Regions from separate parts of the Mus musculus genome. Here all the other regions are linked to region 3. The links are chromatin contacts, called in public ChIA-PET, Hi-C, HiChIP or PLAC-seq and promoter capture Hi-C maps. All regions are on one chromosome and are shown on one strand. The core of a region is the stretch at or near the end of the contact, and the rest is flanking DNA. Distances in the headings are between cores, read along the strand shown.

Evidence for each region. Hi-C and Micro-C count contacts between places; a contact is called where the count stands out from the background. ChIA-PET counts read pairs in DNA pulled down with a chosen protein or histone mark. HiChIP or PLAC-seq counts read pairs in DNA pulled down with a chosen protein or histone mark. Capture Hi-C pulls out chosen DNA fragments and counts their contacts.
Region 1: a contact with region 3 is called in an H3K4me3 HiChIP or PLAC-seq map of pro-B cells, with 3 times the contacts expected there. The contact joins the promoter of Fam161b here to the promoter of Ylpm1 in region 3. A contact is called at or near these places in 1 of 39 promoter capture datasets (hippocampal neurons) and 1 of 115 datasets of contacts at active chromatin or transcription factors (pro-B cells).
Region 2: a Hi-C map of B cells shows a contact between it and region 3, with 5 read pairs. The contact joins the promoter of Zfp410 here to the promoter of Ylpm1 in region 3. A contact is called at or near these places in 1 of 484 Hi-C or Micro-C datasets (B cells) and 1 of 115 datasets of contacts at active chromatin or transcription factors (embryonic stem cells).
Region 4: a contact with region 3 is called in an RNA polymerase II ChIA-PET map of memory CD8 T cells, with 5 read pairs. The contact joins the promoter of Batf here to the promoter of Ylpm1 in region 3. A contact is called at or near these places in 5 of 39 promoter capture datasets (liver, neutrophils, pre-B cells and 1 more) and 1 of 115 datasets of contacts at active chromatin or transcription factors (memory CD8 T cells).
Region 5: a contact with region 3 is called in a promoter capture Hi-C map of pancreatic islet. The contact joins the promoter of Ptgr2 here to the promoter of Ylpm1 in region 3. A contact is called at or near these places in 2 of 115 datasets of contacts at active chromatin or transcription factors (bone marrow-derived macrophages and large pre-B cells) and 1 of 9 other capture datasets (pancreatic islet).
Region 6: an H3K27ac HiChIP or PLAC-seq map of microglia shows a contact between it and region 3, with 5 times the contacts expected there. The contact joins the enhancer-like site here to the promoter of Ylpm1 in region 3. A contact is called at or near these places in 5 of 39 promoter capture datasets (liver, neutrophils, pre-B cells and 1 more) and 1 of 115 datasets of contacts at active chromatin or transcription factors (microglia).
Region 7: an H3K4me3 HiChIP or PLAC-seq map of pro-B cells shows a contact between it and region 3, with 3 times the contacts expected there. The contact joins the promoter of Erg28 here to the promoter of Ylpm1 in region 3. A contact is called at or near these places in 4 of 39 promoter capture datasets (hippocampal neurons, liver and pre-B cells), 2 of 484 Hi-C or Micro-C datasets (CD4 T cells and effector CD8 T cells), 1 of 115 datasets of contacts at active chromatin or transcription factors (pro-B cells) and 1 of 9 other capture datasets (liver).

The regions. Positions count from the first base shown.
Region 1 is chr12:84,359,097-84,363,314 of GRCm38.p6, reverse strand. Fam161b (family with sequence similarity 161, member B) reads left to right here and starts at 1,487. Exons shown (of 9, transcript NM_001358283.1): 1 at 1,487-1,623. The coding sequence starts at 1,570. Coq6 (coenzyme Q6 monooxygenase) reads right to left here and starts at 1,347. Exons shown (of 12, transcript NM_172582.3): 1 at 1,078-1,347. The coding sequence starts at 1,264.
Region 2 is chr12:84,314,418-84,318,446 of GRCm38.p6, reverse strand. Zfp410 (zinc finger protein 410) reads right to left here and starts at 1,588. Exons shown (of 12, transcript NM_144833.4): 1 at 1,273-1,588. It overlaps Ptgr2 (prostaglandin reductase 2), which reads right to left. Exons shown (of 10, transcript NM_029880.3): 10 at 2,615-4,029.
Region 3 is chr12:84,994,792-84,998,611 of GRCm38.p6, reverse strand. Ylpm1 (YLP motif containing 1) reads right to left here and starts at 2,291. Exons shown (of 21, transcript NM_178363.4): 1 at 1,256-2,291. The coding sequence starts at 2,122.
Region 4 is chr12:85,684,325-85,688,225 of GRCm38.p6, reverse strand. Batf (basic leucine zipper transcription factor, ATF-like) reads right to left here and starts at 1,506. Exons shown (of 3, transcript NM_016767.2): 1 at 1,253-1,506. The coding sequence starts at 1,315.
Region 5 is chr12:84,283,918-84,287,753 of GRCm38.p6, reverse strand. Ptgr2 (prostaglandin reductase 2) reads right to left here and starts at 2,458. Exons shown (of 10, transcript NM_029880.3): 1 at 2,278-2,458.
Region 6 is chr12:85,703,957-85,707,692 of GRCm38.p6, reverse strand. The region is part of intron 2 of Batf (basic leucine zipper transcription factor, ATF-like); the gene reads right to left. Among named protein-coding and RNA genes, the nearest start is that of Batf, 19 kb to the right of the region's middle. Within about 2 kb of position 2,007, at least 326 of the 459 cell types and tissues checked have an H3K27ac peak or open chromatin away from gene starts, as enhancers often do. A contact at or near this core is called in liver, microglia, neutrophils and 1 more, where this site is marked.
Region 7 is chr12:85,822,817-85,826,652 of GRCm38.p6, reverse strand. It overlaps Erg28 (ergosterol biosynthesis 28), which reads left to right and starts at 1,760. Exons shown (of 5, transcript NM_021446.3): 1 at 1,760-2,182. Ttll5 (tubulin tyrosine ligase-like family, member 5) reads right to left here and starts at 1,733. Exons shown (of 34, transcript NM_001081423.3): 1 at 1,567-1,733; 2 at 29-200. The coding sequence starts at 102.

The sequences.
Region 1 (4,218 bases), core at 238-2,737, 630 kb after region 3:
CGGTGCTACATCATGCCAGCACTTGGTAAATATATTCCACACCATTGGTCATTAGGGAAATATAAACACAAGCCACTTCCTACGAACTTCAGAGGACAAAGAAAAAAGGCAGCAGATAGTGCTGTCAGGGTCAGGAGAAACCTGAGCATTCATCTACTGTCAATGATAACATAAACTGGGGCACTCTCTCAAAGTCTGGCAGGTCTTCAAAACATCAGCATTGCCACATAACCCAGAGATTTCACTAGAGAATAGCCTCGAGATGATCAACACTGTTCACACCAAAGTTTGCACACAGAATGTCCCTACTAGCATCATTCCTTTACAGGCCAAAAGTGAAAACCAAGCATACTTTCAACACAATTGAGGATGGCATCAGCTCTCAAAACAAAAGCTGTCTGATACAGACTCCAACCTGGATTAACCTTTAAAACAGAGTATATCTCCAACTACATAGAACTATCCGGAAAAGGTAAATCTATAGACAGAAAGTAGGAGAGTCTGTAGGGCTGAGAAGGTGAGCAGAAGTGTGGAGAGTGACATCTAATGAATTCCAAGTCTTTTTTTATTTTTTTGCTTTTTGGTTTTTTATAAAGTAAGGAAACGGTAATAAAACTTATTGTAGGTACTGAATAGCTCTGCAAAAATACTAAAAACTCATTGGACTGTACGCTTTAAGTGGGAGCACTTATAACTAGATGAATGTTATCTTAATAAAGCAGCTTTAAGACCAGGAGTGGGGGCGCGGGCCTTAATCCCAGCACTCAGAAGACTGAGGAAGATGATCTCTGTGATTTCGAGGTCAATCCGATCTACCATCCGATACTACAAAGCCCGATGCCTCTCGAGGTGCTCATAAACAATCCTGGACAGTTCTCAAGGGTCAGACTGACTTAGAAAGGCCCGCCCACTTGTGATCCCGCAGAACCCATGCCATTCCCGAGGACTCCCCTGGAAGGACAGTGAGCAAAGCACCAGGTCAGGCACGTTAGGTGTCTGGACAGCGTCCCGACCTCCACTGTGAGTACCGTCCCTCCACAGCCCAGATCCTCCAGCCCGCGGTCGAGATGCACCTACCTAAGGCACAAGCCATGGCAGAGCCCACTAGGCCTCCTCCTGACACCACCACGTCGTACACGGTGTCTGCCGAGGAGCCCGCCCATCGCTGGCTGGCAACTAGCGGGCCTCCTCTGGCTGCGAGCTGCGCGGAACTCCACCAGCGAACGCAGAGCAAGCCTGCCATGGAGCCAATGCGGGCCGCCATAATGACTCCTGCCTGCGCCCGCGCCCGGGACTTCTCCCTGATAGGTCCTGGAAAGTGCTTCCGGGGCAGTCGTCAACCTTGTGTGGTTTTAGCCCTGTCTTCAAAACCGGAAATAAAATAGTTGAAGAAAATTATCCAATCAGAAGACGCTCTTGCCTCATTGGGCGGAACAGACTAAAGACTGGAAGCCAATCCAAGGCTAAAGCCATGAAGGGGCGTGGCTAGCAGTACCTAACCGCCGGCGCCGCTGTCACGGTTGTCACTGCTGCTTTCACCTCTGCTTCTCTCTCTCTCTAGTTAGGAAGATGACTGTGGGGAGGACTGCGGGAGGTCCTGAGTGCGCCGAGTGGAGCCGTGAGGTGAGTGGAGAAAGGAGGAAGTCGGATGCCTCAGCAAGGAATCCTCAAGAGTGGAAACTGTTTAGCGTTGCCGTGGAGACAGAGTCAGGGGCGTGTCATCAAAGGGCGAAGAATTAAAATTGGCAGCGCTTGGGCACTTAGAGAACCAGTCTTGGGGGACGTGGGTCTTTTGTGTCTTGTACCAGGCTCTGATATCAGGAATCGTACTAATAACAAACCACGAATTAACCTTGAAAATCTTAAAAGCGATCTCTATCTTAATATGATTATCCAGAAAAGGCAAATCTAGGGGGCGCGTCATTGCATGGGGCTGAGGTGAGGAGAAACAGGGAGAGACTTCTAAAAGGGCTGAGGAGGTGAGGAGAGACTTCTAAAAGCTTCCAAGGTTTTTGTTGTCGTTTTAGAGTAAGGAAAACGCACCGAAACGCAGCTCTTCAAATATATTAAAATTCATTAAACTGAATGTGTTTAATGTGTTGTATCCTCTCAAACCCATTTTCTAGAAAAGAAAAGAGATGGGTTAAGCAATTTGCCCCGAAATCTCTGAAAACAGAAAGTAGGCTGGTAGTTGCCTAGGGCTGACAGGTTGAGAGGAAGATGTGGGAGGGTTAAGGGATATAAGTGACAATTAAATGCTACACTGGTGCTTCAGAGCAGAGATTCTCAATCTGTTTCACCTAAGATCATCCTGCATATCAGATATTTACCTTACAATTCATAACAGTAGCAAAATTACAGTATTAACAATGAAAATGACTATGGTTGGGGCTCACCACCACATGAAACACTGTATTAAAGGGTCGATGCATTAGAACAGTTGAGGACACTGCTTTAGAGGAATGGTGAAAATGGTCTGACTTCTACTGTGATTGCTAGATGACCCTGGCTGTTTTAGAAACTGGAGGAGAGTACGCTTTGAATGGCTCACTTGTACACTATGGACATTGTGTTTCAATAAAGTTGTTTTTAAAACGAAAGAGCCAGCATTATGGCTCAAACTTGTAATCCCAACAACTCAAATTACTAAAGCAGAAGGATAAGGAGTTCAAGGTCGCCCTTTGACCCTGTCACAACAGAGAGAGAGGGGCAGGGGAAGGAGAGAGTTTTGCTCTAGATCACATGTTCTTCAGCAGCAGAGCTAGGGTTAGAGCACACACTTATCTCTAACTCAGATGGACTGCTCCAATTGCCACTAATCATCAATAGTCCACTGGTGGCCTTGTACCTACCACTCTAAGGACATCTCAGGCCACTGTCCTCCAGCCACACCACCTTCCCTCTATCACTACAAGACTCAACTGAGACAATAAAAATCACCCTAACACTCAAAGTCAGACACCCCCAACCTCAGTGGTTCAGATTGCTCTCCACACTATAATGATGGACAAGCATGCGCTCAGTAGAAACAATACTCCATACTTTTTTTTTGTTTTTTCGAGACAGGGTTTCTCTGTTTAGCCCTGACTGTCCTGGAACTCCCTCTGTAGACCAGGCTGGCCTCGAACTCAGAAATCCGCCTACCTCTGCCTCCCAAGTTCTGGGATTAAAGGCATGCGCCACCACTGCCTGGCTAATACTCCATACTTTTATTTTTCTATTTTTATGGTACTGAGGACTGAGTCCAGGGTCCTGTGCATTCTAGGTAAGTGCTCTCCACAGAGCTAAATTCCCAGCTCTAGATTTCAGTCTTTCTTTAAATAGCAATAGGATACACTCTCTGCTTTGGTGACACAGTGTCCAGGGACTTGCTATTTCTAGTGAGTTGCACAATCAGGAGTGTGAACAATAGCTATTCTCTAAGTGCCCTGCTCAGTAGGTTAATGTATTAGTACGTTTTTACTTAAACTACTGTGACTTAGAATGGACTTATCTGGATATAGACGATGCATCATGTGTGAAAGAGCATCTGTACTCTGCCTAGCAGATACAGCCAAGGGCAGGAGCAAGGTCACCAAGCGGCAGTGCTTTTCCTGGGTCCATACCATAGTTGCAGACTTACTAACAGTTCTGTCTTCTAAAGGATTATGCATCCTTATCAGCTGTTTACCTTTGCCCTAAGATATTGCACAGCTCTCTACCTTTCTCGACCATTCTCATTCATCACAGTACCTGTCAAGAGTTGATCCCTCTTCCCTATCCCTCCTCTCAAAACAGCCTGAACATGCTGATCCTAGTCCATCCCTGTGCATTTGCTATAGTTTTCCATGATGTTGTGCAACAAACTGATACATTTAATCCTGAGTATTGGTGCCCTCCCAGTGCCCTCTGACGGGTAGCCACAGACAAGCCTTCCAAGCGCACACTTCCTTACGTTACCCTCCCGTGTTCTCCCTCTGCTCTCACCGGAAAACAGACTTCATGACTGTACAGGCTGGTTTTGTGTCAACCTGACACAGGCTAGGATCATCCCAGAGGAAAGAGCCTCAGTTAAGGAAATGCCTCCATGAGAACCAAGTGTAAAGCATTTCTCAGTTAGTGATCAATGGGAGAGGGCCCAGCCCATGGTTGGTGGGGCCATCCTTGGGCTGGTAGTCCTGGTTTCTGAGAAGGCAGACTAAACAAGCCAGAGGAGAAAACCAGTAAGCAGCACTCCTC
Region 2 (4,029 bases), core at 339-2,838, 680 kb after region 3:
TATCCTCAGCATGTCAAACCAAACCATGTCTAAACACGGATTATCATCTCCCCTACCAAACCTGTTCTTCTTGAATTATCTTTTATTTATTGCCCAATCTTCCCACTCAGCTGCAAATTTTACCTAGCAGTGCCTCTCATCCTACATGTTTTAATAATCCCAGCAATTAATAATAACCAGACCCCAAAGTGACTCCTGTGATGCTGTTTAGATTTCTCAGTATCTTTCTGCTTGTCACTCTCCATATGCAGTTTAGTATCTCAGAATAATGGCCAGCCCTTAACGGTAAACCTCTTCACTGACATACTCCTCCCCCCACTGCCCCCCCAAAAAAAACCTTAGAAATTGTGGGATTTACCTAAATTTGACACCTACTGGGATACAAAGCTCAAATTAGAACCACATTTTCTGATGCTTGGCTGCCCTGTATCTGCCACAAAGTGTAATTTCTCAACGCCAAACACCCAGAATTGCGCGTTTTGACCTCAAACTATGTTTTATTCTCTTTACATATGTTCCACTGATCTTTGTGTCTAATGTAATGTAAATGTATGAACTCTTAACCCCAAATCAATAATATTTCACTCCCAAATGGTTCCTAAGTACATCTCAGAGCCTCATGAGCAAGTGAGATAAAGTTTAATAAACTAATTGGATCGTCTTCTTTTGAGAAACTTCAGAGAACAAGTTGAACGAGCAAAACACATCCTGGCTGCAAACACTCGCTGCCCACACACGGGCCTGAGGTGACAGGCAAAGGAGACCCCAGAGGTCCGGCTCTGGTCCGCAGACGTCCCTTCCCTATTCCAGCCCAAGGCAGAGAGTGGACCCAGGAAAGGTGCCGGCAGCCCTGGGTGAAACGCGGGCAGGGCACCGCTGTCAACCCTTCCCGCCAGCACAAAGGCCTCAGCCGAAGGCCCTTAGGTCTGCGGGCGGGCCCAGCCGCGGGTGCAGTCCGGAGCCTCCGCCCGGGGGACTCGCTGACTCCCGCGTTCTGGGGGGGCAGGCTGGTCTCCAAGCTCCCTCCCTCAAGAACAAGCAAAGGAGGAGAAACGGTGCGCCCCAGATCCCCAAAGGGGTTAGGGCCGCAGCCGCCGGGCTTCGGACCGGTCGCTCCCCGCCCGCTAGACGCCTGGGGGAGTCTGGGGGGACGGCTTCCTTGCGCCCTTCGGGGGCGAACCCGGCTCTAGATCCCCAGACCCCATAAGTGGCTTCCTTTCTCGGCGGGACCACCTACCCGAGCGGGGGTGGCTACACTAGCCTGGAGCTCACCTTCCAGTCTCGGGCAGCCGTCCGTCCGTCAGTCAGCCCCGAATCCCGTCCACACACGGCGTCTTCCGGCTCCCGCCGGAAGCAGCTCCAGAGCGGGACAGGAAGTTTGGCCGCCCCCCATCAACATACCCACTCGCTTTCTTCTCCGCCCGCGGGTGTTTCTCAGGAGGAGGCGCTGACTCTTGGGCCGCTGCTTGAGAGCGATCCTTCGCTCCCCGCTACATACACACGCATACACAGCCCGAGACACACACAGGGTTCCCTCCCGGCCGAGGAACCGCAGCGCCCCGTCCCCTCCTGTCTGCCCTTCAGGGTTCTCAGGTCCGCGAAATCTGAAACCAGGTCAGTGCAGTCTAGCCGTGACGTCACTGCCTTCCCGCTGAGCGGAGCTGTTCAGCAGGGGCCGCGGCGGCTGGGATGGGTGAGACGGCGCGGGGTGGAGGGTAGCTTTCTCCGGAGCTGAGGACCTGTGACAGCTCCCGAAACACCAAAAGCCCATGAAGAGCACCTGAAATGTTCATGGCCCAAAGAGGGACCTGGAAATCAAGCCTTGCATTGCCCCTAGGACTGGGTGTGAATTTAGGCACACGTACAGCGTTAGAAACATTTAAGAATTCTCCAGAGATCTTGGATGCACTGACTGAGGGCTCAGATAACTAAGTTCCAAGCTGGATAATAGTTCTTGTTGAAACTTTCGAGTTTGACTGCATGAAACTTAAGATCTGCAGTGGTGGCACACGCCTGTAACTCCAGCAATCCCAGTACTCCAGGAGTTCCCGGTGAACGAGGGCTACATAGTTGAGACCTTGTCCAAAAAAACAAAAAACAACAACAACAACAAAACATGATGCGGTGTGGAAGAGTAGGGGACTAAAGATAGTGCCTGTGAGATATAATGTTCTCTGAAGGCGCTCATTTTCAAGTTAGAGATAAGCCAGGAGTCTGGATGAGCTAGGGAGTCATAGTTTTGGTACAAAATGTTCCGGGAGAAAACATTTCCTCGATACAGTTTGTCCTGCGCACTGAGAAGCATGACTGTGATCCCATTTGAGGATGGCCATGACAAGGACAACTGGCCTACACAGTATCTGGGACAAAAATCTTGGGGTGGCAAGGAGATGTTTACTAGGAGCTAAAATCCTAAAATTTAAGAAAGGATTAAAAAACAAAGATTTACCAGTTACCACTATATGAAGAGATGAAGAACTGTTCAGAAAGAAAAACTGGGGTCCAGAGAAAGTATGTAAAACAAGGTTAGAACGCTGCAAAATTTGATTTAGTGGCTGCTAATTTGTTTTGCCTCTAAAATATATTGACTGTAAAAAAAAAAAGTGGTCATAAGTCATACTCAGAAAACATCTCCAGTTTTATTTTTCTAAAGGTTGAGAAAATTAAGAAAACAAATGTGATACATCAGTATATCTGGAATAGTCATGTCTATAACCATTGGTTAATTTACTTAATCCTATAGCTTTCTGGAGCTTGATTACTTGGGGCTTGTTGTGGGAAGGTACCATTGGGGATTGACCTCAGAGCCCCTAGAGTACTGATCAGTGTTCTGCCCTGACCACTCCGACTCACTTTCATCAGTGAAACTCTTAGTGATGTTTATATCTATTAGTTCTCCAAAGTATAAGCCCAGAATGGGGATACAGGCCTTTAACACTGGCACTCGGAGGCAGACAGCCAAGTGGATATCTTTGAGTTCCAGGCCAGCCTGGATTACATAGCAAGCTACCTAACAGACTCTTGTCTTTAAAAAAAAATTCCTAAAATAAACACAAGCTTTTATCAGCACGTAGTAAGTTGTTAGGCTTGCTACTCAATTAGTTGTTTGGCAGAACACAAACATCATCCCTGGATGTAAACCTTGTCTCTGGAGACTCCCAACCACTCATTTATCTTCTCAGACCACTCCCAGCCCAAAACGTCCTACCCCAAACTGTTCCACAATCTGTAAATACTCCCAATGCTGCCCGAAATCCTATGTACTTATGCCATTAAGTACAGACAGGCTGGAGAGGTGGCCAACACTAAGAGCATCTCCTGCTCTACCAGAGGATCTGCATTCTAGAACCCAGCACTCACATGGTGGCTTCAGACTCTCTCCAGTTCCAGGGGATCCAATGCCCCAATACCCTCTCCAGCCACTCTCCACTGTAGGCACCAGACATGCATGTGGTGTACAGACAAACATTCGGGTAAAGACTTTTAAAGTCTCTCATCAAAAATATGGAAAGGCTTTCTCAATTCTAATACTCAGTTTAAGAATGGTAAAAATGTTACCAGTTCAACAAATGTTAACTGCTTCTCACCTTAGAATTCGTAGACTGTTTATTCAGTTCTAAAAGTAATTTAAAGATATATATATATATATATATGATCCACTAATAGTTGGGGTTAAAAACCACCCAGGTTTTTTAAATATTTGATACAAATATATGTAATATTAATTTTCACAAACAAAATTAGCCACATATTAGTGAGTGACAGCTGCCTGGCATCCCAGCAGGCTCAGCAGTGGGAGACCTGAGGAGTCAGTCCAGCCTGAGCTAAACTAACAGACCCATCTCCAAAACAATATTATTAGTTATTATAAGAAAAATAATCAGGCATAGTGGTACATGCCTACAATTCCAGGACTTAGGAGACAGAGCCCCAGGATCACAAGTTGGAGGCCAGTGTGGATGTCATATAGAGATCTTGCCTCAAAAACAAAGTAAAAAAGACAGAAAAACAAGTAATACTAACTTCAAT
Region 3 (3,820 bases), core at 1,042-3,541:
CAATCCCAAGCACAACAAGTCAACTATGTAACTCATGTGTTTCTCTACATGCCCAGAAAAAGTCAGACTGAGGTCATAGTTTAGCTTGAAGGAACTGGGCAACTGGAGGAAATAATCCTCATGAGCTGATGTAACTTTGGTATAAGACAGCAAAATCACTTATTCTACCGTCCTGTGAGTGTCTCCTGTGCAGACCCTGCTTCTCTTAAATACTGAACTACAATAATAAACAATTACCTTTTGGAATCTTATACATTACCCTGAGCTTGAATATCATAAGATTCTTAGTGAATTTAAGGTAGATGAGGTCAAATAGTCACAATAGATGATCTATTCCTACTTATTTATTTTTGATACAGGGTCTCACTATGTAGCCCAGGCTGGCTTCAAACTCTCCCATCCTCTGGCTTCTGTTGACCAAATACTGGATGGAGGCACAGGTTTCCATGCCCAACTTCTATGTTCCTGCAACCCTGTCATCCTCTTACTGGTCTGTGGAATGCAACATCTTCAAAACAGATTGTCAAAAAGTTTTGGGATGGCTCTCACAGGAGCAGCCATCACAAAACTTTCTTTTCAAAACCTCAGCCAAATTCCAAGGCTATTATTTTCAAGTAAATGGTAATAATAATGAAATGTAGCAAATTCACCATGCGGCAAAATTATCCTTAGGAGATGGTTTTGAAATATAACAACAGATTCTCCAAGGATCAAGTCTCTAGAGGCCTATGGAGTCCACATGAACTCACAACATCAGTTAGGATGTCATGATGAGACTTCCATCTTTTATGTGCTGAGAACCCACTTCTGGAAACAGACAGCTATCTCTGGCCCCTGCATATTTTGCTGGTCCTAAGAAATTAACTGGTCAATATTTACATGTATTTAAACATCAGTCCTTTAAGAATTTTCTTTTATACTGCCTCCCCATGAAAATCTTAGTTTAAAAAAAAATTAAAACAAAGCTCTGTGCAACAATAAATACTGAATGCTGGTCAAAGAAAACTAAGGCATACATTTGAGAAATAAATCTAGTGCCAACCTACTACAACTTCAAGTGCCTAGTCTTATCTTTACTCTTCTTTTGGTAATCTATGGTCAATTTAAAACCTGGCTTTCAGGGCTGACTCTTAGGGGATCTTTGGAGTATGAATGGGCTAGTCGTTGGCTGTTGGAATTACGATAGGCATTAGCTGGTTAAAGCCCAAGACCTGCTCACGTAAAGCCTAAATGAAAGATGTGACACAGTGCTTACCTGTGGAGTCATTGTAGAGGGATCTGGTTCAGGAGCAGCTTGCTTCTGTTCAGCAGTCTTGTTCTTGGCCCCACTCTCCAAAGGCTCTTGCTGGATAGCTGTTTTATTCCCAGAAGGGATGGACGGTGGTGGTGGTAGCTGGGGTTTAGAAGGGCCCTGGGAGGAGCGGGAAGGAGAGGCCTGAGAAGGGGGTAAGTAGGGCTGGGAATGGCTCAAATATGATTGTGAGGAGGACGAGGAAGAATAAGAAGGAGTGGGCGCCAGATAGGACTGGGAAGGTGGAGACTGTGAAGGGGATGGCTGAGCAGGAGGCAGGTAGGGCTGAGCGGAGGAAGGGGGATAGTACGAGGGTGGTGGCTGAGGTGGAGGCATGTACGACTGGGATGGGGGCATGTAGGATCCTGGAGGTACAGGGGGAGATTCAGGAGGGGACTCCAGCTCCATTGGAACCAAACCCGGAGGCCCATCTCGTTGGTGGTGGATCATCTGGTGTTTGTACTGCTGCTGCTTCTGATAACTGAGGGCTGGTCCAGGTGGCGGGGGCATCGGTGGCGGAGGCGGCTGCCAGTCTCCGTAGCCGCCCCCGGGCATCACCGGCGGGGGTGGCAGCGGGGGCGGAGGAAGATGGTGGGGTTGGAGCACGCACTGCATTTGCTTCTGGTGCATCTGCTGCAGCTGCTGGAGCTGCGCCAAGTGTTGCTCTCGGAAGCTCATGAAGCCTGAAGAGGAAGGGGCCGCGGGAGCCGTCGAACTGGAGTACCCGGGCCCCGGCGAGGCCTCGGGAAGCGCCACCGGTGGCGGCGGCGGCGGCACCGGCGGCGGCGGATAGTGGCTGCTCCCGCCATACCGGCCCCAATTCGGATACATATAGGAAACGAAGGCGCGGGGCTCGTCCCGGCGCCGTTACTCGTCGCAACCGACCTCCAGGAGCCGCGGCGGTGACGGCGACAGCCGGAACTCGCGGTGCCTTACAGGCCGCGGAGCGTGTGAACGGAGCGCGCCAGTGCGCCGGCGCTACGGAGCTGGGCCCGCGGTCGGGAAGGCGGGGACCGTGCTGAGGCAACTACGCATGCGCAGTACCATCGAGCGGAGAACAAAGGCCAGATAGAGGGAACCTTGGCGCAGGTACTCGCTGTTGCCGCCTTCCTTCGGGTTCGGAAAATGTAGGCGGTAATAGAATGTTGTCATAGAACCAAGAAAACCATAGAGTCTCACAGCCGAAAGGAGTGATAGAGATCCTAACGCCCTATGGGTTTAGTTTTGAATGGGGGGGTGGGGAGGGGGGAGGAAAGATTCCATTCACAGTAGCAACAAGAACATAAAACAAGTAATAACTCTACTAAGAAAAATCTAGACATTATATGAAGAAAACTGCAGAATCCTACCTGAGAATAAAAATTAAACTTGAACTCACGAAGAGGCTTACCATAGTCCTAAGTAAAAAAGAGGGAGCTTTGTAAAAATGACAGTTCTTCCAAGTTAAACTGATTTAACTCAGTCAACCCACAGCCTGACAGGGGACAATGATAGGAAGAATGAAAAATGGATTCTGGAGAAGGAAAGTGAAAATGGCCCTGATTCTTTCCTACAGGTACTGTAAAAGGAATTGAATTGTTTAGATTGGTTTCCTCCCCACCCACCACCCACCCCACCACCCTTAAAATTTTTTTGCTTTTTCAAGACAGGGTTTTTCTGTATGAACCCCCTGGCTGTCCTGGAACTCGCTTTGTGACCAGGCTGGCCTTGAACTCACAGAGATCTTCCTGCCTCTGCCTTCCAAGTACCATCAAACCCAGGTTTTAACTCGGACGATGTCCCTGTTGGAGAATCCTTAAACCTAAGAAAAGTCAGCCGGGCATGGTGGTGAACGCCTTTAATCCCGCACTCGGGAGGCAGAGGCAGGCAGATTTCTGATTTCGAGGCTAGCCTGGCCTACAAAGTGAGTTCCAGGACAGCCAGTGCTATACAGAGAAACCCTGTCTCGAAAACCCAAAAAAAAAAAAAAAAAAAAAAAAAAAAAAAAACCTAAGAAAAGTCAGAGAAGGGTAACTTAAAAGCTGATTTCCTGAACCCTAGCAGCAAAATATTAAAGACTTCCATTGGTTTGGGTGATTACTGAACATCAGAAGTAGTACACTGAATTCTGGGAAAGGAAGGACAGAAGGAAGGAAAGAAGGAAGGAAGGGGAGAGAAAAACCATGCTTAATTTGAAGACTCTTAACTGTATCAGCATGTCAATTTGAAGATGTGACCTTGCTCTTTTTTCCTAGCAACCAGATCATTACCTGTCTTGGGTAACTATGAGTAGTAGATGCGGGGCTAGGGATTCCTTCTTTCAGTGTCTTATTGAAGCAGCATAGAAATACATAAAATTGCATGTCATAAGTTGTATTAGTTAGGGTTTTTCTGCTGTGAACAGACACCATGACCAAGGCAACTCTTATAAAAAAACATTTAACTGGGGCTGGGTTACAGGTTCAGAGGCTAACATCCAGGCAGGTATGGTACAGGAAGAGCTGAGAGTTCAACATCTTCATCTGAAGGCTGCTAGCAGAATACTGACTT
Region 4 (3,901 bases), core at 257-2,756, 690 kb before region 3:
CTCAAACTTTCCAGGTCATTCTAGCAAACGGACATTGGGTTAGAGAGGGCAAGGATATATTCTTCCTTTAATGTGCTAAGGGACTAGGTTGCCATGGAAGCTGTGAGTAATTTCCTTCTTAAGAAGAGACTGGGGTACCATCTTCCAGGCAGTCTGAGTTGCTCTGATACCATCGTGAGCGAGGGACTATCTCCCTCTTGAGGTCTTCACCAGTATGGCTTTTGGTGAGGGCTTGTGACAGATGTGGGAGCCGGTGGTCAGGTAGTTTACGTTTATTTTGTTTGTAGCGTTTTGCAGCCCCCTGGATGTGTGTGAGCCAAACACTCTACCTCTGAGCCCCTCCCAATATGTGTGCTAAGGAAAGAATATAGTTTTTAAGATGAGATGTAAAAAAGTTTAATCCGTGGGTCTATGTTGGATGAGGAGGAGAAATGTCTAGAACAAGGGGCATCAGGAACGTGGTAGAGAGACCCAGAAACCACAAGGTGAGAAAGGCATCCCATCGGAGGCATCTTTCAGTCTGAGACATTTCGGCTTGGTATCAGTCAAGAGTCTAAGAGTCTCAGAATCTTTCCCTCCATCCCTGGTTTTTCAGGGATGATATTAGCTACTAGTGAAAGTCTCTGACACGCCTCCTGGACCATGGCCTTCTTTCTTCTATCTGGAAGCCACATGGGGGGTGGGGGGGAAAGATACAGGTTGTAGCTTTAGCCTCCCTTCCCACGGACTGCTGGAGTTACCGAGGCAATCCGCAGGCAGATCTTGCCACTCTTCTCCTCCTGTCTACCTTGCTTTGATTTGCTATATTTCTCTTCCCTGACCTCGGTTCTGTCTTGCCACTTGCTTGGTTTTTTCCTGGAAAGCTACAACTCTAGGATTTGGGTGGAGCCCGAAGCAGCGATCTACTGGAACATTCCTCTGCTTATGGTTGACCATACTTCTAAGCTCTGTGATATTCACCCTGCCCCCAGCTTCCTAGAAAGTTTCACGGTGGGAACCTAAGTGGCAGAGACGAGGGGTACCTCTTGGAAAGAGAGGCTTTTGTGGCGGGATGCGAAGCTTCAGCCCTTGGACCTCTGTATAGCAAACACCACACGGTCCAGAGTCTGCTAGAGAGTTCCTGCCACGAGCTACTTCCTTCCCCAGACAGAGCTCCCTGGGCAGGACAAGGGAGCCTACCCCTCTTCTACCACCCCAGGAAAATCAGAAGGCAAGGCATGCGGGGCGTGGGGGAGGGGGACGAAGGGGGTACCTGTTTGCCAGGGGGAGGAGAGCGGCTGAAGCTGGAGTCACTGCTGTCGGAGCTGTGAGGCATGGTTCTAATCTTCCGGGCTCTCCCACACCGTCCCAGATGCCTCTGGGCGATCTTCTCACTAGCTGGCTCCCCTTCTTGACTGCTAGGGGGCCACCAGCACACCACCTTCCACAGGTACCTCCCCTGCTTGCCCAACAGCAACCTCTGACAGACCCCTGCGTCCTCCTCTCTCTCGGGTGCAGAGGGACTGCTCCCCACAGGGACATCTCGCTGCTTTGGGGCTTGCGCACAGGCCCTCTCTTGTGGTTTCTGGTAATTCAAGCTGGAAGTCACATGGGCGGAAACGTCAACAAGTTAGAAAGAAGGTAGAGAGAAAATACACATCTGGGAAAAGACCACAGAATTAGGTGAAAGAAAAAAAAATACACAAACCCCCAGTATCTTCCGGCAGGCAGTTTGAAAGGCAGAGCGAGCGCTCTTCAATTGATGAAGATAAAGAAGAAAAACAGCCACACAGGGAAAATCCCCGGCCAGAATTAGCAAGTTCTCTGCTGTCAACATGGCAGAGAGCAGCAGGAAAGAGCCTCCAGGTCACAGGCCTTGATTTTTAAATCTAAATACAGTCAGCGACAAGCCTGAGGACCCTTTCTGGGTTTCACCCGAAAGCAACTGCCCATCCTGTTTTATGACCGGCCTTCCTCCTTCACCTATAGGACAGTTCGGTGGGCTGGGGACAAAAAGAAAGGAGGGCACTGCCTTTTACAGATGACCAAGCAAGACGTTGGGGCTAGCTGAGAGTCTCGGGGAGTCTCTGGAATCGATGCTAAAGAAGTTTATTATCTATCCCCTGTCCTCTTAGCAAGACACTTTCATTCTCCCTAGAGAAAGGATACCTACCTTCTGTGGAGGGGCTCCTTCAGGAGTTCAAGGTTGACCTTGAGTCTTCAGAAGTCAGTGACGTCATAACCCAACAAGGAGAGAACGTCAAAATGAGGGACAGAGGCTCTGGACTTGGAGTCAGATCGATATGATGAGAATCCAGTGACTCCCTATCCCTACTCCCCCCCCCCCCAGCCTCCCACCACACACACACACCTAAAACCTGCCCCACCTACTACCTTTCAGGGCTACTGCAATGAGGGATGACAATTTGAATAGGAATGTCCCCCACTCTGTAAAGCATGCTGTGGAGTGGCGGTGTTTGGCATGTGTCCCATGACACGAACACGCTTGTCGCTTTAGTGAACAGTCCCATTCTCATCCCAGTGTTTTGGCTATTTTTTTTTAAAGTTTGGGGACTGGAAAGATGCTCAGCAGTTAGGAACACTGGCTGCTCGTCCAGAGGACTTGGGATCTAGTCCTAACATCCAGACAGTGGCCCAATCATCTGTTACTCCAGTTCCAGGGGTCCTCTTCCTGACTCCTCGGGTACCAGGAAATGGACACGGGGCACATACATATGTGCAGGCAAGACACGCACACATATTAAAATAAAAGCTCTTACTCTATTCCCAGTGTGGCTCAAATGCTCACCTCGATTAATCTGAGGGCTGACAATATGTTATGGCTCCTAAAGCATTTTTGTATCCACTGATTACAATTCTGCCTGACGACAATATTGTTCTAAGGACAAACCTATCAAAATAATAATAATAACAATAATAACAATAACAATAATAATAATAATAATAATAAAAGTCAATCCTTGTAGAATTTGTATTTAGTGGTGAGAGCAGACAGGTAAAACAACTGAGCTGACATAATACATCAGGGAGTGTCAAGTGTCACAGATAAAAATAGAGCAGGGTAGGAGAATTCGAAGAGTGGCCACTTTTGTAAGCTGGCCAGGAAGGGCTTGGTGAAGGGGTCACACGTGAGCAGGAACCTGAGGGGGAGCAGAGAGGCTAAGTGAAGAAAGGTCCAGGCACACACCTGAGGTGGAACACCAGAGAGCCCAGTGTCTCCGGATCAGAGGTCCTGAGAGTGGCAGGGGACTGGTAGGGGATAAGTTCGGTACGTGGATCAGCCGGGACGTCTCTCAAGGCTCTTGGAGTCAATTGGGAGGAGTTTTGCCTCATTCTAAAGTAACCAGAGAACCAACCACAGGCCCGTGCCCCGTTCCCTAGATCCTCAGATCTAGCCACTGCGACTGCCTGTTTGTTTCAGAGCACTTATCGTAGCCGCTGATTGTTTTAGAACTTATTTTCTTCACTGGAAGGCAAACTGCATTTGGGAATTTCTTATTTAATCAAGCGTCCCCTGAGCACCCACCATGTGCCAGGCAAAACACTTGACTTTTTCCCCTGAACGAGACAGTTTATCAGTAAGTTTCCACTGTGTAACATACCAAGGACTTCACGAGAGCTTTAAACAGGCATGCTTTTGGCTGAGTTTGTAGGTCATTCAGAAGATTCCAGAAGGCCACAGTAGCTCTGATCTCATCCAGACCTCTCAGCTGCTGAGTTGGTTGGTAACTGACTGGTCTGTTCTCCCTGGCCCACCCCACCCCACCCTCCCAGCCATCCTGCCTGTTGTTCCCTTGGCAGGTGCCGGATTCTAAAGGCAGAACTCAGAACCTGCCAACATCCATGATCAGGTCTAGCTCAGAGTCCCATCTACCACATCCTATTGACCAAAGAAAGTCAC
Region 5 (3,836 bases), core at 1,209-3,708, 710 kb after region 3:
CTACATCTTATTCGTCACATCATTTAGTATAGTGGGGAGATATGGCTGCTAGGTGCTCAAATTCCTGAGTTCCAGCATGTCCCTTGTCACACCCTCCAACTGGGTGCAGACTCCAAGTGCATCTCTTTACACCCAGCCACAGATACTGCCTATGGAATCACCATGTATAGAAATCACATAAAAATTAAAAACCAAGTTTATTCAGCTACAACTGTCAGACTGTCCTTGAGTGGTTATTACCTGTACTGTGATGGCTAAATCTTCAATCAAAGGACTGCTGCCCAACTGCCTGAGTTTCTTTTCCTATTGCTGTGATAAAATACCCTGACAGGAGCAACTGAAGGCAGAGGAGACAAGGGTTATTTTGGCTACAGTTTAAGGGCACAGTCGTCATGGAGAAGTCACTCTGGGTGCTTGAAGCAGTCACTCACACCACACCAACAGTCAAGAAAAAGAACAACGAGGCTGTCGAGATGGCTCAGTGGGTAAGAGTACCAACTGCTCTTCCAAAGGTCCTGAGTTCAATTCCCAGCAACCACATGGTGGATCACAACCACCTGTAATGAGTGCGTCTGAAGACGGCTTCAGTGCACTTATTTATAATAATAAATGAGCAGAGCCAACCAGAGTGAACAGAGGTCCTAAATTCAATTCCCAGCAACCACATGAAGGTTCACAACTACAGTGTACACATATACATAAAATAAATAAGTCTTTAGGGAAAAAAAAAAAACCAGAACAAGGAATGCTGGTGTTCAACTGGCTTTGTCGTTTTTATTCAGTCCAGGACCCAAACCTAAAAAATCGTCCTACTCAGCCTTGGGGTGAATCTTCCCACCTTAGTCATCTTAAAATGAAGCCAATCCCTCATGGGTACACCTTGAACTTGTCTATTCAGTGATTTCTGATCCCCCCAAGTTGACAGTCAGTGTTAGGCATCACACGGTGACAGTTATCTGTTCTCCATTTTCAGCATTCTGCCTTATTTCTCTAGATACACATAACAGAGCCAGTGTGATGCCTCCCACCTGTAATTCAGCACATGGGAGGTAGAAGAGAGAGGAATGAGTTCAAAGCCAGACTTAACTACATAACAAAATTCAAGGCCAGAATTCTGGGATATGAGAGACCTTGTCTCGAAAACAAACAAACAAACAAACAAACAAAATCAACCATGACTTACTCACAGGTTCTCCATCTAAAATAAAGATCACATTCAAGACCTGAAGGGCAGTGGGTTAGGAGGCATCATAATGGAGGCAGAGCTGAGTAGACCTCAGTAAACCCCATTTGCTGTTAAATTAAAGTGGGTTTCTAATTGATTCGACCATTCTAAAATACCACCAAAAGATCTGGTTCAATGACAGTCATTAAAAATACGCCTTAAGCATCTGTGTAGCAGACTATTGTAAGGAAAAGCTCACTGAACTCACAAGGGCAAAGGACATGTTCTGTTTCTAGCTGGGTGGGACCTCGGAGGGGTCATATAGTTTATTTCCTGAATGTTTCCAGGCATCCCAGAACTGGGTGAGTTGACATGCTCTAGCATGGTAGCGTCTTACATTTGTAATCCCAGTTATTGGGCAGATGGAATACAGACGGCAAATTCAAGGCCAGCCTGGGCAAATTAGTGAGAACCTGTCCCAAAATAAAAATGAAAAACAGTCTGGCAATATAGCCCAGTAGTAAAAACCTCTTGCCCAGCATGCATAGGGGAGGTGGAAGGCTGATCTTGGACTCAATTCCCAATACAGAAGAAAATAAATTATTAATCAGCTTGCTTAAATACAACTCCGTCCTCAAACACCACCGCCATGAAGTTGCAAACATGCTATCCTTTTCACAGACGCCATACAGGGGCTGAATAACTTGTCCAAGGTCGCACAACTTATCCCCAATATCTTTTAATAAAACACACTTCCTGTTTAGCCGTACTTTGTTCAACCATTCTGCCACAAAGGGCTCTGCTGACCTTCCCTGTGCTGTCTATGCCATCGTGTGCAAATGTCCACCTCAGAAAGCCAACCTTCCTCTATGGCTCCCACGACTAACCACTTTCACAGAAATTACTAGTAATCTCACATTTTCAAGCCGACTTCCTGGATCCTCAGCACCAAGAGGATCAAAACCTCTTGGTGCTGAGGTTTTTCAACATGACATAAGTATACCCCTATGCGTGGCACACAGTAGGCGCTCAATAGATGTTCAAATCTGAAGCACCTCAAACACAGTCGCGCCCAAACTTCACCCTCGGAATTCTTACAAAACGGAGAGCACCTGTTACGGGGCATTCCCTAGTCTAGCGTCCCAAGCTATACCGCCGGTGTCGCCCGGAGCTCGAGGAGGACGCCCACAGGTCACCCTGGCTCGGCACTTCCTCCTTTTCTGCGGGCTTAATCCAGCTTCCGGTGCAGCGATACAGTGGCCCCCCTGCGTGTCTGTCAGTTTGAGATCTCGCGGGATTTGATGAACAGCGAAGGGTCAGCTGGCGGCACGACCTTAGCCCTAGGACCACACTGCGCAAGCGCAGGACTAAGCCGGCCTCCTTGCCCTCTCGTCTCCTAGGGCCGGGGTTTTGAAGTTCATACGCGATCCTTTGGTCCCCAAGGTTGGTGAGAATCACAGGATACGTTGCTAGTCTAGGCAAGGAGTATCCATAAGTTAACCTCATTAGGGCTCCGTGGCCGACCCCGCCTCCAGGACCAAGAGAGCAAATTAACTAATGACTTCAGATCAAGTCCCCTGTGTCCTCTTGTGCCCCCAGAGGTTGAACCCGCGTCCTGGCACGGTCTAGGCAGACGCCCTGACAGCCAGCCCCAGCCTCTGGAAGAAACTTGATTCATGTTAGATTCACTGAGTCTTAGGTTGGGGAATCACAGTGAGAAATAGCATCAAGTCTAACCCTTGTTTTGTAGGTGAACAAGCTGAGATCTAGAGGACTAAAGCAGCGGTTCTCAACCTTCCTAATGCTGTGACCCTCGTGCGTGGTGACCCCCCCAACCATAAAATTATTTTCATTGCTACTTCATAATTGTTATTTTGCTATTGTTTCGACCCGTAATGGAAATGTTTTCCGATGGTCTAAGGGGACCCCAAGAAGCTAGAAACTCATGGTTTGAGAACCACTTGACTAGTCACTATCGGGTGTGGTTTGTTTCTAGAATAACTTGGGATCTCCAGGAACTGCAAACCCTAACGGACTTAATCAAGCGGCTGTAGGAATCGCCCTTAGCACTGTATTCCAGCAAGGGCTAATCGCGGAGCTCTAACTCTGGTATAAAGAGTAGCTGAAAAATACCAGTACCGCCGGCAAATGGGCAGCCATCAGATGGACTGGAGGCCCGGGTAACAGAACATCTGAACATTTTCACTTCGTTTGGAAAACTTGAAGAATGGGGTAGGAGACTGTTACCACATTCCAAATAACTTTCCAGCAGGATCTGATCTCTTGGTGGTCAGCTGAGTGAACCAGAGAAAGAGGAAACGCTCAAAAACAATAAAAGTGATAGCAGAAAACAGAGGGAGACTATAGATTACATCTAAAACTCAAAGAGAAGAAACTTAGTTTGGGCCCTTTTTGATGTGAAGTCCCCTTTTCTCCAGGTCTCAGATGTTCAAAAACTGCATGGAGGAGTTCAGGTTTATTTATTTTCCTCCCTTCTGAATTTTCTCTTCACACTAAGGGTTACAGTCGTTTGTATGACTTGAGTTGTACCATGTATCATATGGGTATTTTTTTCCTGATATGGTTTTATTTTTATTTTTTGTGGTGTGGTGTGGTGCGGTTTGGTTTGCATCACGGTGCCGCTACATAGGCCTGGGTATCCTGGACCTCA
Region 6 (3,736 bases), core at 758-3,257, 710 kb before region 3:
CAGAAAACCTTGCCGTGGTGTGTGTGTGTGTGTGCGCACACACACACACACGCACGCACGTATGCACCTCTAGGTTGGCAGTCGGGCCAGCCCCAGGTAGAGGAAAGCAGTTTGTGCCTCTTACTCCCCAACACACGCCAAGTGCCTTGTGTCTGTGGTTGCCTCACGCGCTCTGCCTGCTTTGCTCAGGTGCTAGGGTGCTTATAGCCTTTCTGAATATTGAGGATCTACGATGGACTTGGCATTCTATTCTGCTCCCTCCTGGGTTTTGCGATCCTGTTCCAAACCATCCATAAGCCTTGGACAATACCCAGAAGACACTATGAGCTTCCCTACACCTGTAAATCTCTGATGAAGTTTATTAAACATAGGAAGCGATTATCAATAAATAAACACAGAATGGAACATTTATGACAGTATACTATAGCTGGAGTTATTTTAAAACGTATGAATTGTTTATCTCTGGAACTTTCCATTCAGTATCCTCAGACCACAGTTGACATTGGCTAACTAAAACCATAGAGGGTGAAACTTCAAACAAGGAGGAGCCCTGTACTCTGTGCAGAGGCAACAAGCGCTTGGTCCAGAAATGTCTTCCAGTGTTGTGGGGACTGCGTCATTTACCAGCCACCACAGCACTGGGGCATAGAAGTTGCTGAGAAACAACAACTTCTCCAGATAATGGGGTTCCCGGACCTGAATAAACAGAACCTTGCCAAGTCCTGGGGGCCTCCCCCAAGTCCCCTGAGAGGCAAAGGAACCTCATTTCAGGCCAGAAGCTTGCAGGCAGCTCTTCTGCAGATCTGGGATTTGGGAAGAAATTTGGACTCTGGAATCTGGGCTTTTCTTTTCCATGTGTGTGCACACATGTATGGGTGCAGGTGCACGCATGTGTGACACGCACATGGAGGTCAGAAGAACTCCCACGGGCACCGTCCACATTTTGTTTGAGAGAGGATGTCTCATTACCTGGAACTGCCAGTGGCCCTCGGGCTTTCAGGGATCTGCCTCCAATCTCGCCATCGCCCACATTCCAGCCACGTGCTCCCCCCGCCCCACTTTTTATATGGGTGCTTGAGAACACAATTCAGGTCCTCCGTTAGCACTTTACCAACGGAGCCAACACCTCAGTTCTGGAAATCTGAGCTTTTAACAGGTGTCTTAGGTCGTTTTAACGCCCGGGCAAGTTTAAAAACCCTATTAAATATGATACAAATAATTAAAGCCTGCTTTAATTATTTAAGCATGTATTAAATGCCCGTTTAAGCTCCAAGTGAACTTAAGTGTTTGTGGACTGACTGGCTGATAACATCAATTGTTGGCATGAGAATGTTGACTCAAAAGTATAGTGGTTAGCAGATGTACGATAACTTGACATTTAAAATTAACCCTAAATGATCCAGCAGGAGTGAGCTGCAGGCTAAGGAGAGATGGGATTTATCAGCTATACTGCCAATCACGGAAACTCAGTACAGTCGGGGTTTCTCTTTTAAGTTGTGGAGGAGCAGAGGACCCTGACATTGCTCATCAAGACAGCTTCCATTTCTTTTGAAGGTCATATGGGAAGGCGCTGAGCCTCAGCGACACTTTGAATGCTCTCTGAGCTAACCAGGGCCCCTAGTCTGGTGCAAAGGAAACCCCCATCTCAAGCGGGCTGAGGGAAGCCGACAACTGGATGCTCAATCCCTGGCTGCTGCTGTTCCTGCAGGCTGAGGCCAGCTGGGCATTTCGCTGGTTTTTGTTTTCTGGCACATCCCAGAGGGAGGTCAGCCTTTTACCAGGAAGGCAGCGCCCCGTTACTGAAAGGTGGGCGAAATGAACCTGGTGGAGCGGTATGCTAAGACGGGAACTGGGGCCCTGAGTCCTGGCCCTTTCCTCGCCCCCTCTGAGAGTTTCCACTGGTTACACCATTTACTGTAAGTTCCGTGCTCCGAAGAGCCTGGGCAAACCCCAAGGCAGCAAGGAGGGACGGACTGGGTGGGCGGGCTCCGATCGTCTCCCCGCCTAGAGGCCGGCCTAGTTTTCGGGAAGTGACTGCAGGGCAAGTCACTAGCAGGCGCTCTGCGGAGCTCCCGCTGGCCTTCTCCTGTCACCTCCTGGGCCTACAGATGCCAAAGCCCACGCTGGGGTAGACCTGACTAACCACTGCCTGCTGCCTCTCACCATGAGGCAAAGTGTGTCTTTACCTCTTAAAGCCAGACGGCTGCTTGCAAGAGGAATGTCTGTAAGCTCGGAGCCTTGCAGACACTGGCCACTCCCTAGAGAAAGAATGACTTGTAGGAGGAAGTGGCTGCTTTGGGCCCCATCCCTCTAAGCTGTAGAGGGCAGCAGGGCCTCTGGAGAGGACTCATCTAGCTAAAGGGACAGTTGGGGTCAGCTGTTTATCCACAAAGACAATGACTATACCCCTACCCAACTTCCGGGTGTGAGAAGGGACGGAACTCAGTGAGGGAGAGGGGTGAGGGTGTGTGTGTGAAGGAAATGTCCTTCTACTAGGCAGTGTGGAGATCAAGCGAGCCTGCCTCCCTCCCTGCTCCACCTTAGCCTGCTCTCTTCACCTTTCAGAATGTGGTTAGGCCCATCAGGGTTCTCACAACGGCTGCTGCAGTCAGTATAGCCATCCTACCAAGGAAACCAATTGAGACCTGGAGCAAAACCATACTGCCTGGGTCCCTAAAAACAGGCTGGTGGCAGCAGTTATGAGAGGTGCTGTGGTCCTCATGTGTGTCTCCTCAGAAGCACAAAAACTTCAAATGCTGGATCCAAAGACCCATAGCCAGGAAGATCTGGGCTCCCACTGGATTCCTCCTTTCTGCCTCTCCTGTATTGAGGGTCTGACTATAGGAGCAACGAGAAGTCCTCAGCCCCCTGTGCCCCCAGTGCCCTCCCAAGGGATAGCAGCACAACATCACATAATACCACGGGCTGAGTTGGCCACGCCCCTGAAGCCACAGAATCGCCCACTTCCATCTGCCACCCTGGAAGAGCACTCCATTGAAGCGTCATCTTTCAACATGAGCCAGCCCTGGCTCCATGACCATGGTGATCATTGGTGGTCTTGGCTGCGTGGCCCCAGGAGGACTCTCTTTTCCTATTGGATGCCAGCTGCTTCGCCTGAAGGCAAGATGACTAGTCCAAAAAGATCCTCAGCTGGAGCCTGCTATTCCTGACATTGGGTCCTCCAGGGAGGACTAGTATTGTTGGTGACAGGTTCTAACTAACTAGATCTGGGTTAACCTTGCCATTTGGTGGTTATAGGCTACACGGGGTGCCCGTTGGGCAGCTAATGTCGACAGCTACAGGAATGGGGGTGTCTCCAGTTTCCCCTTGAATTTTCCAATATTTCAGATTCCAAATTGGCTACCTAGATGTATTAGTAGACTAGCGCCTGTAATCTCCTCCCCAAGCCTTTTGATATTTTTGTGCATGTGCCTATGGGTGTGTCTGGCACCACAATTTAAATAGATGTGCATATATGGTACACACATATTTTATTTTTTTGAGAGTCTTATTGGAGCCTAGCTGGACTGGAACTGACTGTGAAGACCTGGCTGGTCATAAGCTCACAGAAATCAGCCTGCCTCTGCTTCCTGAGTGCTGGGGTTAAAGGAATATGCCTCATGACACCCACCCTTTTGTATATTTTATAGCTATCATCATATTTAATCTTGGTAACACCACTGCATAACACACCCTTTTACAAAAGAGGAGAAACTGAGGCACAGAAAAGTTAAGC
Region 7 (3,836 bases), core at 511-3,010, 830 kb before region 3:
CCTTAAGGGCGGGCTGACTGTCACTCACTCTTGGTTGGCCAGGTCCTCGTCCTCTGAGGACGATGCTGTCTCCTCCAGGTCCCGGGCCATCACAACTGGCATCTCCTTTGGGGTCTGTCATACAGTCAGCACACAGAGGCCTCAGAGACCTTTCTTCCTTGCAGTCTCACTGGATCAAACAATTTGGATGGCACAGACTCCTGTAAGAAAGTCAAAGGACTTCAAAGACAATGCAGTTGCATACTTCAGGATTTTTTGCATGATCTTTAAGATGAAAAGAAATATATTCCTGAGTATTTTCCAGTCTCTAGAAGCTTACCTTCTGCCACAGTGCACCTCACATATCACAAAAATCAAGAATTTTTTTTCTGTGTTTGTTTGTTTTTGTTTTTCAAGACAAGGTTTCTTTGTGTAGCCCTGGTTGTCCTGGAACTCACTTGTAGACCAGGCTGGCCTAGAGCTCAGAGATCTGCCTGCCTCTGCTGGGATTAAAAGGGTATGACACAAAATTTTTTTCAAACAGATACTGTCTCTGCTGTATCTAAAAAGCTGTTACTGAATTTGAGTCGTTTTATATAATAAAAGAGCAAGCACCAAAGGAGAGGCTTTAGGGCACTGATGTGGACAGTTGATAAGCCTATGTTTAGAAAATTCTTTGCTAAACAAATCTGACCAGGATCAAAATAAAAATCCAAGGTTCAAAACCCTTGCCAATATTTATACAGACTCTACCACAAGCAAACAGAATAAGCTGTTATGTTTCTAGGAAAACCAAATCACCCGAACTATTAATAAAAGGGTGGTGAAAATATTTCTCCTCAGCAGGGATCACATAAATGGCCGGGGAAAGGGGAAGTCAAATACTCTAATTATTGGTACTTTTTTTTTTAATCACACATTTTAATCCGGATATCAAGTAGACACATAAAATTAGGAAATCTCCAATTCCCAGGCTTCTAACTTCAAACACTTTCCATAGAGAAAAAGTTTCATGTTCGTTATAGAGAAAATAGAAACGTTTAGGGAAAACGCTTAACCTTAATGTCACTACTCAAAGATAATCAATTCGTGGCAATTCTCCAAGCTTTTGCTGGTCTGTGCATTGACTTATACAATAAGACTCTCAAAAACAAAGCAACTGCAGCAAGCAGCAACAGTGACTAACCCCGACCCTACACATCTTCAGCAGAAATGAGTAATACCAAACAACCTCAATGATTCTTTTCGGGTGATTCCTAAAGGAACTTCTCGACCTTACCCAAAAATGCTTGAGAGTCTTTTAAGTTAAAACCTTCAGGGATGCCCACCTTTCCTCGGCTCCCTGAAGAGTAGAACGAGATAAATGCTCAGGAAGTCCTTGCCCCTACAGGGACCAGCCGCCAGCTCCAGCCCAGCACACCCCAACCCCAGGCAGCTCCGCAGGCAAGGACGCGGCGACTCTGCCGCAGCGCTTCTGCCCAGCACGCCCGGAAGCCAACAGCTGCTCCGGAGCTCGGAGGGAAGCGCAGCGGCGCCCGCCTAACCCTGGAGCGCACCTCCCCGGAGCGCGCCGGCGCAGGCGTTTACCTGTCTCATCTTCTCACGGCTCGGGGCCGGCAGGCGGGGACCACGCTCTGCTTCACCTCCCTCCTCCTTCCCCAGCCCGAATCAACGCAGCCGCCGAAGGCTGCTTCCCCCGTTACTACAACAACCAACAAGCAACCGCCCGCTAAGAGCCACTGCGCAGGCGCCCGCCAGCGGCGCGAACAACGCTCGGCTGCGGGCGCTGACGGATGGCGTCACCACGGCGCGCTCAGACACCAGAGCCAACCCAGGCTGTCACCAGAAGGTTTCTTGGCTCCTTTTTCTCTCTGCGTTTTCCCCACCCCTAAAAGACTGACTCCAAACTCAGAGTTCCGCCACGCTCGACAGAAGGGTTTACCGCGTGAGCGGCGTAGCAGGAAGAGGCTCAGGCGGCGGCAACTGCTGATTGGCAGCAAAGGAGTTCACTCCCTATCGCCTGCTCGAACTGAGCCAGCGTAGCCAATCAGAACGAGGACTGACAAAAACAACCCAATCCTGGAGCTGGGCTGAGGGAGGGGGCGGGAACAAGTGGCCCAGGTGGACTTGGGACCGGAGCTGGCCTAGGGAGAGCTGGTTTGCGGATGCTGCTGATACTGCTGCAGTAGTACTGGATCGTCAGGTAGGAGAATTTGGAGTGGGATGTAGCACCCGAGTAAAACTATCTGCAAAATTTAGGAAAGTGGGGGTTGCCTGGAAAGCAACCGGAGGTGGTGGTGGAGGAGTCTAGAAACGATGTCCAAGAGGAGGTGCTAGGAAAATGGAGATTTGGTCAATTCTGGGGATGGGTGAGTGAACGGGCAGTCGTTATGAACCTAGCTCTGCAACGAGCTTTCACTTTTCCTCATGTATTATCGGGTAACCCTCGAGATAGAGGCTTATATCCCCATTTTACGGATGAGAAAACCGAGTCTCTAGAGTCTCACTGGCTTGTCTGAACCCCTCAGATATGAGTGGTGTAGCTAGGATAGGAGTCTGCCTCTATTGATTGTTAATTAGTATCGCATCCATGCTGACCTGGGCAAGGGTGTACCCCACCTCTCTCTCCACCTCATAACTCCAAGGGAATGGGTTTAAAGAATTGGTAGAGTCATACAGAAATGCTCTGGTGTGTTTTCATCAGCTCTGGGATTTCTAAGATCTGTGAAATAAATGGAGGGTGTAAGTTCTACGTTCTACTGAAAGGGAGTGTGTGCGGGGGCGGGCTGGGGGGATTTTTAAATAACCCAAGCTGGTGTTGAGAGGAGAAAGTAAAAAGAAGTAGATTGGCATATGCTGTAAGTGTCTGTGAAGATCAGCACACCCCAGCATCTCTAGACTGGGACAGTCCCCGTTTGAGACCTCTTTCCTCTGGGTCCACCCTTTCTCTCCTGGAGCCCTTTATAGTTGGTTTTTCGTCATCACTTCACTTGATGTCTATATACACTGGGTAGTAGGGAATCATACTGAAACATTACCACAGTGATAAGGGAAGCCTGATAGTTTCTTACAGCTTTCAGGCCAAAGCAGTTAGCCTGACAATAGGTAAATGAAGGGCCAATATGATGGTGGCTATGACAAATTGTCTCTGTGGGATCCCTTTAGAGCTGATGGAAATCACTACTCAGCGAGGCTTGAGCTAAACAAAAAGTACCGAACCTAGCTCTCTCTCCTACCAGCTTCCTCAAAAAATGGGAACTTTGCTGCACCTGGCCGCACCCACCTTTAATCCCAGCACTCAGGAGGAAGAGGCAGATGGATCTCTGTGAGTTCCAGGCCAGCCTGATCTATGTAGAGTTCCAGACTAGCCACATAGTAAGACCCTGTCTCTAAATAAATAAATAAGTAAATATTTTTTAAAAGATGAGAACTTTATCAAAACATTCTATGAGGGAGTATTGCAACAGAGTCCACAGACCCTGGCACTCAGCCACATATTAGCTATGTTACCTAAGCAAATCACTTAGCTCTTGGTTCTGATCCCCATCTGTAAAGTGGAAATACTAATAGTGCCTGCCTATCCTGATGTAGGGAGTGAGTGAAATAAGATGTTATATACTTGGGGCACATATAAGTGTAGGACACAAGTGTTCCGTAACTATAGCTAATGTACTTTTCTTGAAACCCAACATCAAGCTATGACAGGTCTTTTCCAAGTCTTTTCGATTGTTTTAGTTTATGAAACATGATGTGTCTGGGAGCCATGCAGAGGGAAACTAAGAAGACTAGTCAGACAGTTACACTATGGTTTCCATTCAAGTGTATGATGCAACTTCTGTACATTTGATAGGATGTGT